Linked DNA regions of Sus scrofa: all the other regions are linked to region 2. The links are chromatin contacts, called in public Hi-C maps. All regions are on one chromosome and are shown on one strand. The core of a region is the stretch at or near the end of the contact, and the rest is flanking DNA. Distances in the headings are between cores, read along the strand shown. Region 1 holds the start of LRRC1 (leucine-rich repeat-containing protein 1). Region 2 holds the start of GCLC (glutamate--cysteine ligase catalytic subunit). Region 3 has its middle 36 kb from the start of KLHL31.

The links. A called contact is a pair of places that touch in the nucleus more often than the background predicts.
Region 1: a contact with region 2 is called in a Hi-C map of skeletal muscle, with 6 times the contacts expected there. The contact joins the promoter of LRRC1 here to the promoter of GCLC in region 2. A contact is called at or near these places in 8 of 47 Hi-C or Micro-C datasets (embryonic fibroblasts, fetal skeletal muscle, heart right ventricle and 4 more) and 1 of 2 datasets of contacts at active chromatin or transcription factors (skeletal muscle).
Region 3: a contact with region 2 is called in a Hi-C map of skeletal muscle, with 4 times the contacts expected there. The contact joins the enhancer-like site here to the promoter of GCLC in region 2. A contact is called at or near these places in 2 of 5 promoter capture datasets (fetal skeletal muscle and skeletal muscle), 9 of 47 Hi-C or Micro-C datasets (embryonic fibroblasts, fetal heart ventricle, heart right ventricle and 3 more) and 2 of 2 datasets of contacts at active chromatin or transcription factors (alveolar macrophages and skeletal muscle).

Annotation. Positions count from the first base shown.
Region 1 is chr7:26,986,725-26,990,937 of Sscrofa11.1, forward strand. LRRC1 (leucine-rich repeat-containing protein 1) reads right to left here and starts at 2,940. Exons shown (of 14, transcript XM_001927688.6): 1 at 2,617-2,940. The coding sequence starts at 2,775.
Region 2 is chr7:27,208,107-27,212,312 of Sscrofa11.1, forward strand. GCLC (glutamate--cysteine ligase catalytic subunit) reads left to right here and starts at 1,462. Exons shown (of 16, transcript XM_003482164.4): 1 at 1,462-2,067. The coding sequence starts at 1,918.
Region 3 is chr7:27,050,024-27,054,536 of Sscrofa11.1, forward strand. No RefSeq gene overlaps it. Among named protein-coding and RNA genes, the nearest start is that of KLHL31, 36 kb to the right of the region's middle. Within about 2 kb of position 2,343, at least 21 of the 83 cell types and tissues checked have an H3K27ac peak or open chromatin away from gene starts, as enhancers often do. A contact at or near this core is called in liver and skeletal muscle, where this site is marked.

The sequences.
Region 1 (4,213 bases), core at 1,690-4,189, 220 kb before region 2:
TATACCTCGGTTTGGCCATACACACACACACACACACACACACCCCAAAAGGATGGAGCTGGGGGAAGGGGATGAGACCAAGGATGGGAAGGGGTGGCAAGGCTGTCTCACCCAACTGCTCCGGGTGGAAGGAGATCACTAAAGCCCCCCTGTGGCAGAGCATCACGAAGAGGCAATCACGGGGTGGAAGCAGTGCTGAGGATGGTGCTGCAGGTTCGACACAAGGTTGGAAAGCTAAATAAGTAACCACCAGGTCTGAAAATTGTGCTGCTGCCCGCTCCAGCCCACACCCACTACCTCTGTACTAAAGTTGCTGTCTCCCCACAAAGCTGCAGACAGCTCACCGGAACCATGCCTTCTTTGAATGCTACACTCCCCACAACTAGTAAACCCAGGCCGCCACCACAAAGACCTTGCTGGTTTGTCAGCAAAAGAGGTCCCTTAGTGATGTGGCAGGTAAGGAGGCAGGGGCTGGGAGGGCAGGGAGCAGAGCTGATGAGTTGCACAGATCTCAGAGGGAGAAATAACGCATGACCAAGCAAAGACTATGAATGAAGCATCTGTGTTTTCCAGGCGGTTGTTGGGGCCTGGTGGGCACACTCCCAGGCACCCAGACACACAAGAAGTCAGGGAGAAGTGGGTTTTACATAACTTGAAAACTATAAACCTAATTTAAGGGACGAAAGAGCAATGACCCATAGGGTAGACCACTGCTAGCCTTTGAAGAGCTGGTTTATTACCATATTTATGGAGGCCTATCAGGCTGCATTTTGCGCTTCTGAGAACGTTTCCATTTAGAGTCAGAAGAAATACCTGACATATTCAAAACCCGTAATTTCCCATACCAAGCTGAATTCCCCAACATTACGGGAAAACCCACAAACGCTGCAGAAGGGAGTGAAAAGCCAATCCAGTCAAAGGAAATCTTCCAGTTCTACAAAAGAAAACAAACAAACAAAAACACCACAAAGAGCACTGAAGCATTTCTAGTTGAACAGCTTTTCACTCAATCTTTAATAACTTCATTCTGAAGCCCTTGAAAAGTCTTAAATTACATATTCTGTGTTCCTGGCAACAGCAATGCCTAAAACTCCTTAAAACGTAGGGCAGTAAGCGAGCTCATGACTTCTAAGTCAAATTTAAGGGAGCTGAAGGCCAGATAAAACTATGTGTTTGAAAATGCCTGCAAAATAATAAATGCCGGAGGGAACTGGATGGCTTTTCTGCTTCTAAACTAAATAAAGCCTGGGGGGTTTTGCAAAGATCCTAGTGAGGATAATCCCCACGACTGCAAGGAGCAAACCCTCCAATCAATTCCACACTGAACCAAGGAAAGTTAATCCAAGAAGAATAACAACACTTGAAATGTTGAGAAAAATAGTTCTGCTGTTTAAAACAGTATGTCGGCGTGGAGGACAAATCCGGTCCTTCTAACAAGCCAGAACATTTGTCTTGTGAGTGTTTCTATAACCACGTCTTGGCTTTGTGTTAACAAAGGGTCCAGCAAGATAGCTGAGTTCCGACGCTCTGGCCTTCAGGTCCTCCCCCGACTGCCAGCAGCTCCCTACTTCCTGCACACCTTCGGATTACTGCACCGACTTCCTGCACAGCCCTGAATTTGGGATACCTTCCTCCCAAAGGCTTACTCAAGTCAAGTTCCCTGGGCAAGCTTGAAGGTTAAAAGTTCGCAGTCCCGGACCCTCCACTAAAGCACAATCAGCAAGTGTCGCTTGGCAAGTCTGGCCTCAGCAGAGTGATTAATTGATGTAAACAACTCGGAAGAGGTAACGCATCACTGCAAGGGCAGAAGTCAGCAGGGTGAACCTGTCTGCTCCGGGAATCGCGGCTGCAAGGCTGGCCCGCCCAACAGAGGCTCTGCTGGCGTTCCCCGCAGCTCCTTCCACGCAACAGGTCCACGCCAGCGGGGCCGGGGAAGAACCTGGGCACCTGCCCACAGCTCGGCGGCCGCAGCCCCCACCCCCACTTCGCGGCCGGTCCCGGAACCCAGGCAGGCGGGTCAGTTTCAGCTCTTCCCCGCACGGCCCACCTGCGATAAGGGACGGGGCACATTCTTCGCAAGATGCCGAGATAGCGCCGCTCGCTCGCGCGCTGCCCACCTCCTCCCCGCCCTGCCCAGGCCGAAGGGGGAGACGCGCCCCGGACAGCGATCGGGGAATGCAGGGAGAGGGGACCGCCCCGGGAGAGGGATGCCGCGCCTGGTCCTTCCAGCCGAGAACGACCCGAGCCACCTGGCTCCTCACCTGTCCGATCACAGGTGCGGGGCGTTGGTACCTAGATGTTTATCTAAACTACTTGGCACAGAACGTTTCCTCAACCATACAAGCTCTAGCGACTACTCGGAAAACAGCAAGTCGCTTTGTACAGAAAGAAAAGGAACTTTTCGGGGGGTAGGGGGGAGGAGTACAGGAGGAAGAAGCAGGTGAATACAGGCAGAGGTGGTTCCTGTGGGACCTGTCGGCAGGGTCCAGAGGTAAAAGAGTGGACGAGAGGTAAGGGAGAGGAAGGGACCAGAGGGGAGGGGAAAAGAGGACTGAGGCTGGAGGGGCTCAGCAGTGCTCCCCCGAGGGCGGCGCGCAGGTGAGACCGGACACTCACCTCCGGCAGCTCGCGGAGCTGGTTGGCGTCCAGCAGCAGCTCCTCCAGGCTGCGGGCGTAGCGGTAGATCTCCTCGGGGACGTAGACCAGCGAGCAGTGACGCTTGTCGATAGTCTCCACATGACGGTTGCACCGCCACAGGGGGATGCAGTGGAACATCGCCGCCCGCCGCCGGGTCCCGAGCCGCGGAGACCCGGGCTCCCCGCCCGCTCCGCCCGCCCGGCGGCTGCGCTCCGCCGGCCACCCACCCCGCGCTCGTTGGCCCCCGTGCTCACTCGCGCCTCGCGCCGGACTCCGAGCTCCAAACGCTCCCAGGCACCTTGGGCGAGAGCCCCCCCTGCGGCTCCGCGCCCCCGCCCGCCGGTGCGCCCCTCCCACCTTCCCGCAGCTCTGCTGCTGCCGCCGCCGCCGCCGCCACCACCACCGCGCGGAGCTTCCTACTCGCCGCCGCCGCGCGACTGAGCATGCGCGCCAATGGGCGCGCGCCCAGGGCGGCTCCGGCTCGAGGGATCCTCTGCTCCGGGTTTTCGAAGCGACCTGGATCTGGAGGGTCGGGAAAGCCACGACCAGAGGCTCGCGATCCCCCCACTAAGGCTGGGGACCTGGGGACTCTCGGGGCCTCGCAGGGAGCTACTCTGGAGGAGCCTGCAGCGAAGAGGCGGCAGGGGCGAGGCGGCCTGGGGGAGCAGAACAACTTTAATTTTTAGTTTTACTTAACTCGCTCTCCTCGCTCCCCTTCCCCAAAACACTTTCTCTTCCGGGGTCAGGCGGGACCGCCCCGAAGCGTACCTTGCGCGCCGGAGCTGCAAGATTCTGTGTGGTTTTGAGGTGTCTTCGCCGCCCCGGCTTCGGCTTTCTCGGCCACTTGTGTGCGCGCTGCTCCCCGCAGCCCCAGAAGTGAGCTGGCCGCCCCCAGCCCCGCACAGCGCCTGGGCCCTTGCCCTGCCCTCCCGTCCTCGGGCACCGCCTGCAGGCTGTGCAGCATCCTCAGTAATCCTTGTCTATGTGCACAGTAATAGGAGACCCCTCTGCCCAAACCATCAAAGGCATAGGAGTCAGAGAGTCTGCGAGATTTTCACAGATGTGCATGCACCCCGTCGGAAGCCCACAGGCAAAAAAACGAGCAGGAAAAGATGAGTGTCTGAGCCTGTTCCAGCCCGGCCAGATGTTGGCCCCTGGTGACTGGCCTGGACGTGTGAGGAGCGGGGGAGGTGGGGCAGGTCACTCAGGGGATGCCAGAAGAGCATCCTCCATCAGGCTACTGCGTTTCTGCACCAGCACTGTCTCTTGCAAAGGGCAGACTGCAGCCCAAGAAGTAGTAGCTGGGAAGGACCCAGGAGGCTCACTAGTGGGTGGTAGTGACCATTCCCTTGCCCCTGATTCAAATCAAAAGACTAGGGCCAGAATCCTGAACTGGCCCTCTTCTCCCTACATCTCCAAATAACCAAACTGGCTCCTTCACAAAGAGTCGCTGACCAGGTCAAAACCAATCACATTGATGGACTGTTTCATCCAGGTGTACTCTGACTCCCCACCTGGCTGCCCACTAGTCCTCACACCCTCACCTTCAAGTGAACTCTGCCTGTGTCCTCTGCCA
Region 2 (4,206 bases), core at 212-2,711:
ACATGGCCTGCCTTCCATAGGAAGCTAATGTTTATACCAAGCAGTTTTAAAGGTACAAAAGGCATAAATCCTCTCTATTCCAGAGGGAACTAGTATATAGTATAGAGATTTTTTTTTTAATGATTCTATCATAATGTAGAAATAGAGACATGTACAGATATAACCAAAGTACAGAGAGGAGTAACTGGGACTCAAAGAATGAAAAGAACGTGTCACAGGGAGAATTCCAAGCAGAAAAAACGGGAGAAATCCAGGACCACACAGGTCTAGTGAGGTGGTGGGCAGAATACAAGGAAGATCCCGCTGTGGACAAGTTAGAATGAGGTTTAGTTTTCATCCTGGCTGTTGAAAAGGGGGATTGAAACATCTCCTGAGCCTCAAACACCATTACATCCCCACCCACACTCCAGACACACCCCCACACACACTCCAGACACCCCCCAACACTCCAAACATACATACACAGCCACCCCACACTCCAGACACACACACACACACACACACACACACACACACAGACAAACACACACCTGTGACCATTACAGACAGATCCTGCATATCCATATCCCCAAGCTCCTAGATGGGCACATCCAATAAGGATGTGGGAGAATAAACTTCGATCATATATCCACAGAGCAGTCAAGAAGTACTTGCTAAATGTTAACTTCGTGGCATGAGGGAAGTGGGCACAATAAATACATGCTTTCAGGCCTCAGTACCTGTATGATCCAGTTGCTGTCAATTTCCCCCCAGCTGTCATTTCATGGCTCTGTCACACATTTTTTTGAACAATTAAAATTACCTGGGGGAGATATACCTGGTTCCTTCCCTTTCCCGCCAGCCTAGGGCCAACCCCAGTTCTTTCTAGTATCTTCTAACCCCTGTGGTAAGCTCACATGAACACCATTTTAATCACTTAATGGATAAATCTTAGGTTTGGATGGGGAATACACTTTGGAGATGATTCATCTAACGATCCTTCCGGAGATGTTGACAACTCCCCTTTTGTTGCAATTAATAGTGTCTGTATCATCTGCTACCAAATAGTGAGACTGCACAAGTACTTTAATACATACATGTCTGAAAACGTGTAGACAAATTTTCTTGCCACACCCTGCTGCTCTCGCCCCGCTTTTATGAGACCCTCCTCACCTACAAAAATATCTAGTGGATTCTTCATTAATTCGAATAATCAAATTTCTTCACGAACCCAGAGTTTATCTTTTTGGATTAGAGAAAACGGATTTTCACACAGCGCGTTTGCTTAAAACGAGGCTGACCCGGCTCCTCGCCGCCGAGCCCCTCCCCTTGGACTCCGCCCTAACCACGCCTATGCACTCCTCCCCCGCCTCCTCCCTAGGCCCCTGGGGGCGATCGGCCACGCCTCCTCTCTTGCACCGCCTCCTTTCCCCGCCCCCGCCCGCAGTCTATAAAATCCGGAGCTGCGGATCGCTCACGGGAGCGGCGAGCTAGTGGGTAGGCGGACTGGGCATGCTCCGCGGCGGCGCAGGTTTTGGTCATAAGTAGGAAGAAGCTAGAGCACGACACCGGCAAAGAGAAGCGGGAGCTGCCGGCGCACCGCGGCTGTGGGGGCCGCCGCCGCCGCCTCGGAGCAGGAGCGGGGCGGGACTCGAGCGGGCGAGGGTCCAGGCCGTCGGGCAGAGGGCCACCCAGCCTCCCCTCCCGTCCGCTTCTGTCCGCGCGGTGCGCCGGACGTCTGGGTCGGTCGCCCGAGCGGCGAGGACCCCGTGCCCAGGAGCGGACCGGACCCTCATTCTGCCGACTGCGGCCCGAGGGCGCCCCCGCGGGGCCAAGCCGCCCTCGCCTTCTGCGGGCAGCTGAGTGTCCGGCCCGGGCTGCGCGCCCGGAGCCCGGAGCGGCCGCCACTAGCCCGGGGGACCAGGATAGGGGGCGGCCATGGGGCTGCTGTCCCAGGGCTCGCCCCTGAGCTGGGAGGAGACCCAGCGCCACGCCGACCACGTGCGACGGCACGGGATCCTCCAGTTCCTGCACATCTACCACGCCGTCAAGGACCGGCACAAGGACGTGCTCAAGTGGGGCGACGAGGTGAGCACCCCCGCCACCCCGCGCCCCTTTGTTCCGCGAGACGCGGCCCCGGCCCCGGGCAGCTCGCGCCCTGCGCTGCCCCGAGGGTCCCCGCCGCTCCCGCGAGGGTCCAGCACCGCCCAGGGCTGTCCAGGCCCCTGCTCCGAGTCTCTGGCCAGACTTCTCTTTTCCATTCATTCATTCGGGGTTCCTCTCCATTCAGCAAATGCGGATAGGCGCTGGGAGGGTATAAGCGTGGAAAAGTGTGATACTGGGTGCCTGGAGGAGTTTTCAGGCTGGGGTGTTAGGCGACCGCCTAGCGACCCACCGTTCTGTCTCAAAATGCCGTTAACATGAAGAAGGCCGGTTGCTGTTGAGAATCAGGTTTCAGGATTCACTTGCGCCCCACCTCCTCCAGGTACCTGTTAAACCTCCAGCTTATCAGCCACCTTGCACCACCACCACTTTATAGGTAAAAGTTGAAACAAATTATGGCTCAGCTTTCCTAAAGGAGAGGAATCTTCCTGGTCCTTTTTAATTCTAAATGCAGACTGCTAGAGCTTCAAAATTCGGCTTTGTTAGCGCCTTTTCATGGCCTAGATTTAGCATAGAAACTTTCTGAATCCGTGCTTCCACATGTGTGCTGTTTCAGTGTAACGTCCGTAGATTCTCACTGTGTTGAACCATTGTCATTGGAATGATCTGGAAAGCATTGCCTCCTGTTAGATTTAGTCTTTTCTCGCGAAAAGACGTTTATGCCTTCCCCTCCTGTCTTTAAAAGTCACGTGTATTATAGTTCACATAATCAAATGACTTCTCGAAAAGTCCATCTGTATTTTTCATGTTTTTACCTTTTGCTGCCCAGAGCTTGCTCAGGTGTAAATAATTTATCTTCTGGTCAGTGTAATCACTATTGACCTAAGTGTCATGGTGCTGCTGTGTCCGTCCGGAATCTCTCCCTGCAAAAAGTTAGTTTTTCTGTGAGTGGAAAATGATTCTGCCTCTTAAGTTGAAGGAATTGTGCTGTTTTAAGCTAGAAAAGTAAGGCTGGTAATTCATGTTTATGCACCAAGTGATTTTCTGTACTTTATTGGACAGAAAAGGGCTAGGGTATGTGTTTGGTGATAATTCTTTGCTTTTAGTCTAAAGCTAATTAATTTTTTTTACAGCATCTGCCATCATATATATTCATTTGTGTATCAGGTGTATTTTATTATCTATCCTCTGTACTATCTAGATTATTTTAGATTTAAACATGCTGCTCATTTGTTGGTATATTTTATTTTTTAGGGCCGCAGGTGTGGCATATGGAAGTTCCCAGGCTAGGGGTCGAATCAGAGCTGCCGGTCTACACCACAGCAATGCCACATCTGAGCAGCGTCTTTGACCTCCACCATACATAGCTCAAGGCAACACTGCATCCTTAACCCACTGAGCGAGGCCAGGGATCAAACCCTCATCCTCATTAATACTTTTGGGTTTGTTTCCTAGGAGCTACAATGGGAACTCCTGTTAAATTCTGCTTCAGTCATGTCTGGGTAGAGTGCAGGATTTTCAAAAAGAATAAAATTCCTGTTTGCATGTATTGACAGTCCACTGGGAAATAGGCAGCCTGACACAAAGGGAAGAATTGAGATTGTGAGGACTGCCCAGGTGGTTAAGAAAAACAATCCCCCACTCTTTCTACTCCTGTAATAGCACTTCAGTGAAACCTTGGTCTCCCCCAGGTTGGTTCTCTCTCCTCTCCTTGACCAGCGGCTTGCAGAGGCTTAACTCTCCCTTGTGGTACCTCTGCATCTCTGGGCAGAGAGAAGGTATGTATGACTTTGGGGAGGGGTTTGTCTTATACCTGAGTATTTGCTGATGCTTCTGTTCCTCTACTGTCATGTACAGGGACTCATTCTTATGTTATAGAGCATTATTTTTCAAACTGGAGGTCACGATCCGTTAGTGGGTTGAGAAATAAATTTAGAAGATGTTAGAAATCTGAAGTCCTTGTTTCTTTACAGCATCTGACATCTTATTTAATGCAGCTGACACTTGAAAAACTCAGGTTTACTTACACTCGGATTTTTTTCAATAGTAAATACAGTACTACCCGATCCATGGTTGGTTGAATCCATGGATACTGAAGGGAAGGCCAGCTATGGGATTTGAGTA
Region 3 (4,513 bases), core at 1,093-3,592, 160 kb before region 2:
GGTGGCGGACCAGCTGGAAGACCAAAGAACGGAGCTGAGATTTTTCAGTGTGCTTATGAAACAGAGGACAGAGAATGGCAGTGTGTGGCCAAGGGGGCGTATGGCACCAAACTTGCAGTCAAACATGTATGTACACATAAAACAAGGGTGGACAGCAAAAATGTTCAGTCTTGTGTAAGTTCTTATAAAGAACGGCATTCTGTAACCTTTTCCACAAAGAGGGCTTTGCAACCTCCTCCTTAGGCAATACAATCTTTTTCATCTGCTCATGTTCTGAGTGATCACCCAGGTTGCTTTGTAACAATGTCCAGTACGTTATGATTTTCTACAAACCGCTTTCATCTACATTTTAGTGTGCAGTCTCTCAGTCTTGTCTGTCTCCAGACATGCTATAGATACACATTTCATATACATTATATTATTTATTAAAAAAATTAGAGCATGGACTCCAGATTCTGAGAACTGATTAAAACTGTACAAGAATAAAGTTTGTTTGACTCTGTAGAGGTTTCTACAGGGAGTGGGGGTGTGTGTGTGTAGTGCATGCAAACAAAAATACTGCCACTTCATTAAGCCAGGATTTTCGGTTTTCTGGAAAAAAGCATAGGCTGCCAATTCACCTGAGCGACAAAGTGCTGCTTCTCCCTGCCCAGGAGGGAGAGGAGGGGGCCCTGGGAGCACATGGCTTCTCCGCGCTGATCTGGGGTCCAGCTGGGCTGCAGCCCGTTGTAGAGATGGGCTGGTGCTCTCAGTAAGTAGGCAACTGGAGCAAAGATGCTGCGACCTTGGAAGGAAGTGCTAGCTGCTCTTACTGAGTGGCCGTGCTCCTCTGGTCATTCCCTGCTGAGGAAGGTGGCTGGCCAGGGTTCTAGGGCCCAAATGGGGCATTGTATTGGGTAGGGTCCTACTTACTTTGTCTTTGAAATAATTTTTTCCCTCTGATGATTTGTTTTACTCAGTAACTTGACCGGACCCTGAGAAAAACCCAGATAATCTGGTCAAACGTTATTTCTAGGTATCTGTGAGGGTGTTTCAGGAGAGAGAAGCATTTGAGTTGGTGGGCTGAAAAGGCAGACTGTCCTCCCCAGTATGGGCCCCACCCAACCCTTGGGAAGCGAGTAGAGCAGAAAGGCCTCAGAAGGTTGAATTCTTTCTGCCCGACTGCTTGAGTCAGGAGTCCAGAAGATACAGGACTTCTCCTGCCCTTGGACTGAGATATACCACAGACCTTCCTGGCTCTCAGGCCTTCAGATGCTGACTGCAGATACACCACCAGCTTTCCCAGGGTTCAAAAGGCAGATCCTGGGATTTCTCAGCTTCCATAACTGCATGAGCCAACTCAATATATACTCTATTAACTGATTATAGTTGAAAATCACAAACAAAAAAGGGGTATACTAAGGCAGAGACATGTGTGTATATACATGGACATACATGTGTGTATATATATACATATATACACACACACACACATATAAACAAATCCAAAGACTAACTTTACTTTTTTTGTCTTTTGGGGCCCACACACATGGCATATGGAGGTTCCCAGGCTAGGGGTCTAATCGGAGCTGTAGCCAGCAGCCTACGCCAGAGCCACAGCAATGCCAGATCTGAGCCACGTCTGCGACCTACCACAGCTCACGGCAACGCTGGATCCTTAACCCACTGAACAAGCCCAGGGATCGAACCCACGTCCTCATGGATGCTAGTTGGGTTCACTACCACTGAACCACAACGGAACTCCTTTACTTTACATTTTAAGAACTTCTGCATTTTTTGCACATTTAGGCTGGGTGCTTTCTTTTCTTCTCAGTTGAAGCAAATCTTGGCCAATATCTCTAAATCATATTTTTATGACAACTTTATATATGTGTATACACACACACACACATACACACACACACACATATATAAAATAAAATATACATCATATTGTGTCTCTGGAGAACCCGGGCTGACTAATGCACTCCCCATCAGAAGAACGTGTGAGAAAGATACAGGTGGTGGTGAAGACGGGAACCCTGGCCCTGCCCCCTCTCCCTGACAACATGCAGCTGGCTTCCACGATGCCTGCCGAATTGGAGGTTCCCGGCAAGGGGCTGGATCTCATCAAGGTTCCTGCAAAGCAGCCTGTTCTTTGCATCTGGGTGTCCTACATTTCTTAGGCACTTTGATTCAAACTAAGGTCCAAGACAGCTGCTGTCCGTAAAGCTGATCCTTTTCTAGCAAGAAACAAGAACTCTAGCAAGGACTGGAAGGAAAAGGTTGGGAAACAGCAAGAGCTGACGGCTTCCTCCCTGGCAGCCTGGCGTGGCTGGCAGGCAGAGCAGCCGCTGCGCCGACACCTTTCTGCCACTAGAGGGCGGGGCAGAACAGCGGCCAGAGCGCTCGGTGCTGGATGCTGACGGGGGAGCGGGGAGGGGGGCTGGGTTATTTCAGCACCTGCCCCAGGCGGCGGGGTCACTCCTATCAGAACTTCCTGGGCTAGGAAAACAGGCGCAGCAGAAAGTATCCAGCCGGGAAGATTCCCTTGGAACTTTACCAGAAGAAGAGCAGAAATGAAAGGGAACGGAAGTGACTTCATTAAAATAGAACAGGCTGTTTGTTCTTCTAGTTCCTGCTATAAAATTGGATAAGCTGATCTTTTCCTTTTTGTTAGAAGTAATGTCTTATTAAAAGCTAAAAGAAAAAACATCAGCAAAACATTTCCATCTCGGTGTTAAAATCCACGTAAAAACTTTGGGTGCTCAGAGCCTTGTTGCACCACCCGTATTTCAGTTCTTTTTTCTTTAGTGGACCTAGAATAAAATCTCTTTTCCATGGCTTTCTGGAGATGCACCATTTAAGTGCTCCCACTTGTTAACGAGTTACTGTCCCTTCATGTCTCTCATCTGAGATTCGCTCTCAGATTGGGGAGGAGCCTTCCCCTCCGCTGGGTGTTCTGATGGTCACTCTGCACCCCTGGAGGTAACCTCCTCCTTGGAAACGAAGGTGCCATGCCCATCTTCCTTGTTTTCTTCAGAGGGACCTTTTCTTTTTCATGCTGAATAGGGCCTTAGCCTCAGAAACAAGCATTCTGAGATGCTCTAGTGCAGAAGCCCTTGCCATCCAGCACCCAGATAAATACCTCAGACAATAGGTGACGGCTACCTGAGGCCAGATGCCGGAGGTGACCGTTGGTCCTTGAGGGACTGCTGGGCGACAGATAGGGAGGAAGCTACCCAGGGCACGTGCACACATCCGTGGGGTCTGCTCCAAGGTCACATTCAGGAGGATAGAGGCATTGTCACCATCAGAAGTATATTCTTTTTCAGATTTTAGAAAAAAGTATATATTTCTTATGATAAACAGTAAATTTGCATTTATTTGTGTCTTATTTTATGATCCCTTTGTGATGCTTTTCCTGTGTTTCTTGTTTTCTCCCTGGTGTCTTTTGGTTTATTTTTTTCACTCTACTGTGTGGACATTATGTGCTCTATTTTTATTCTTTTACCTTTAAAATTGCATATGTAATTTTAAAAGCTCTAGTCCAAACCATAGAGGGATCTTAAAATGCTTGAACACCAGTCTCTCCCTCCCAGGTGACCTGCTGTTTCTGTCCAGTATTTTGGTTCTATCTTATCAATTAGAAAGTAGTTACTTAAAAATGTGATACTAAAAATAGGTAGGAGTTCCTGCTGTGGTGCAGTGGGTTAAGGATCCAGGATTGCCACAGCTGTGGCACAGGTCGCAGCTGCAGCTTGGATTCCATCCCTAGTCTGGGAACTTCTATATGCCATGGGTGCAACCAAAAAAAAAAAAAAATTAAATAAAAATATGTAAACACTTTGTAAGAATGTATTTCATGGGTACTTTTTCTAGGTCCTGTACCTGATCATCTGAAACCTTACCAGGGTCTAGAACTGTTTTTTGTGGTGCTTCTGAATCTCATGCATGGTATCTTGTTCCCAAAGTGTTTGGTAACCTTTTTGTGATGAGCCCGTATTCTGAAAACCTGTGGGGACTTACTTGAGATATTTCTCTCCAGAAAGAATATGCATGTGTACCTGGGTGCCACTATCCTGGGGTCACTGCCGTTAACAGGTGGGGGTGCTCCTCACTGAGTAAGAGCATGCATTGAGGTCCCAGGCCTTTGACTACAGATCCTTAGAGAAGAAACTAATGCTGTTATCATTTTTCCCACCAACTGCTTTCGTTGTTGGTGCCTTTTGCTGCAAAGCAGATTTTTCTCGGCCAAACATTTTCACAGAGGCTGTGACTTCCTAGGGTGTTCTAGCTGCATGGGTTTTTTTTTGGGGGGGGGTGTCTCAGATTTGGCTTCCCCACTTTGTGTGGATCCTAGGGTTGCCCTCCCACCCTCCCACCCCATGCCCCCCCAGCTTAATGCTGTCATTTTGCCCCTGTGTTTTCATCAACACTTGATATGTGTATAGAATCCTGAAAATAAACACTTCACATTCTATAATATTGTACATTAAAAGTAAACATGGCTTAATGAGGGGGAAAGAGAGAG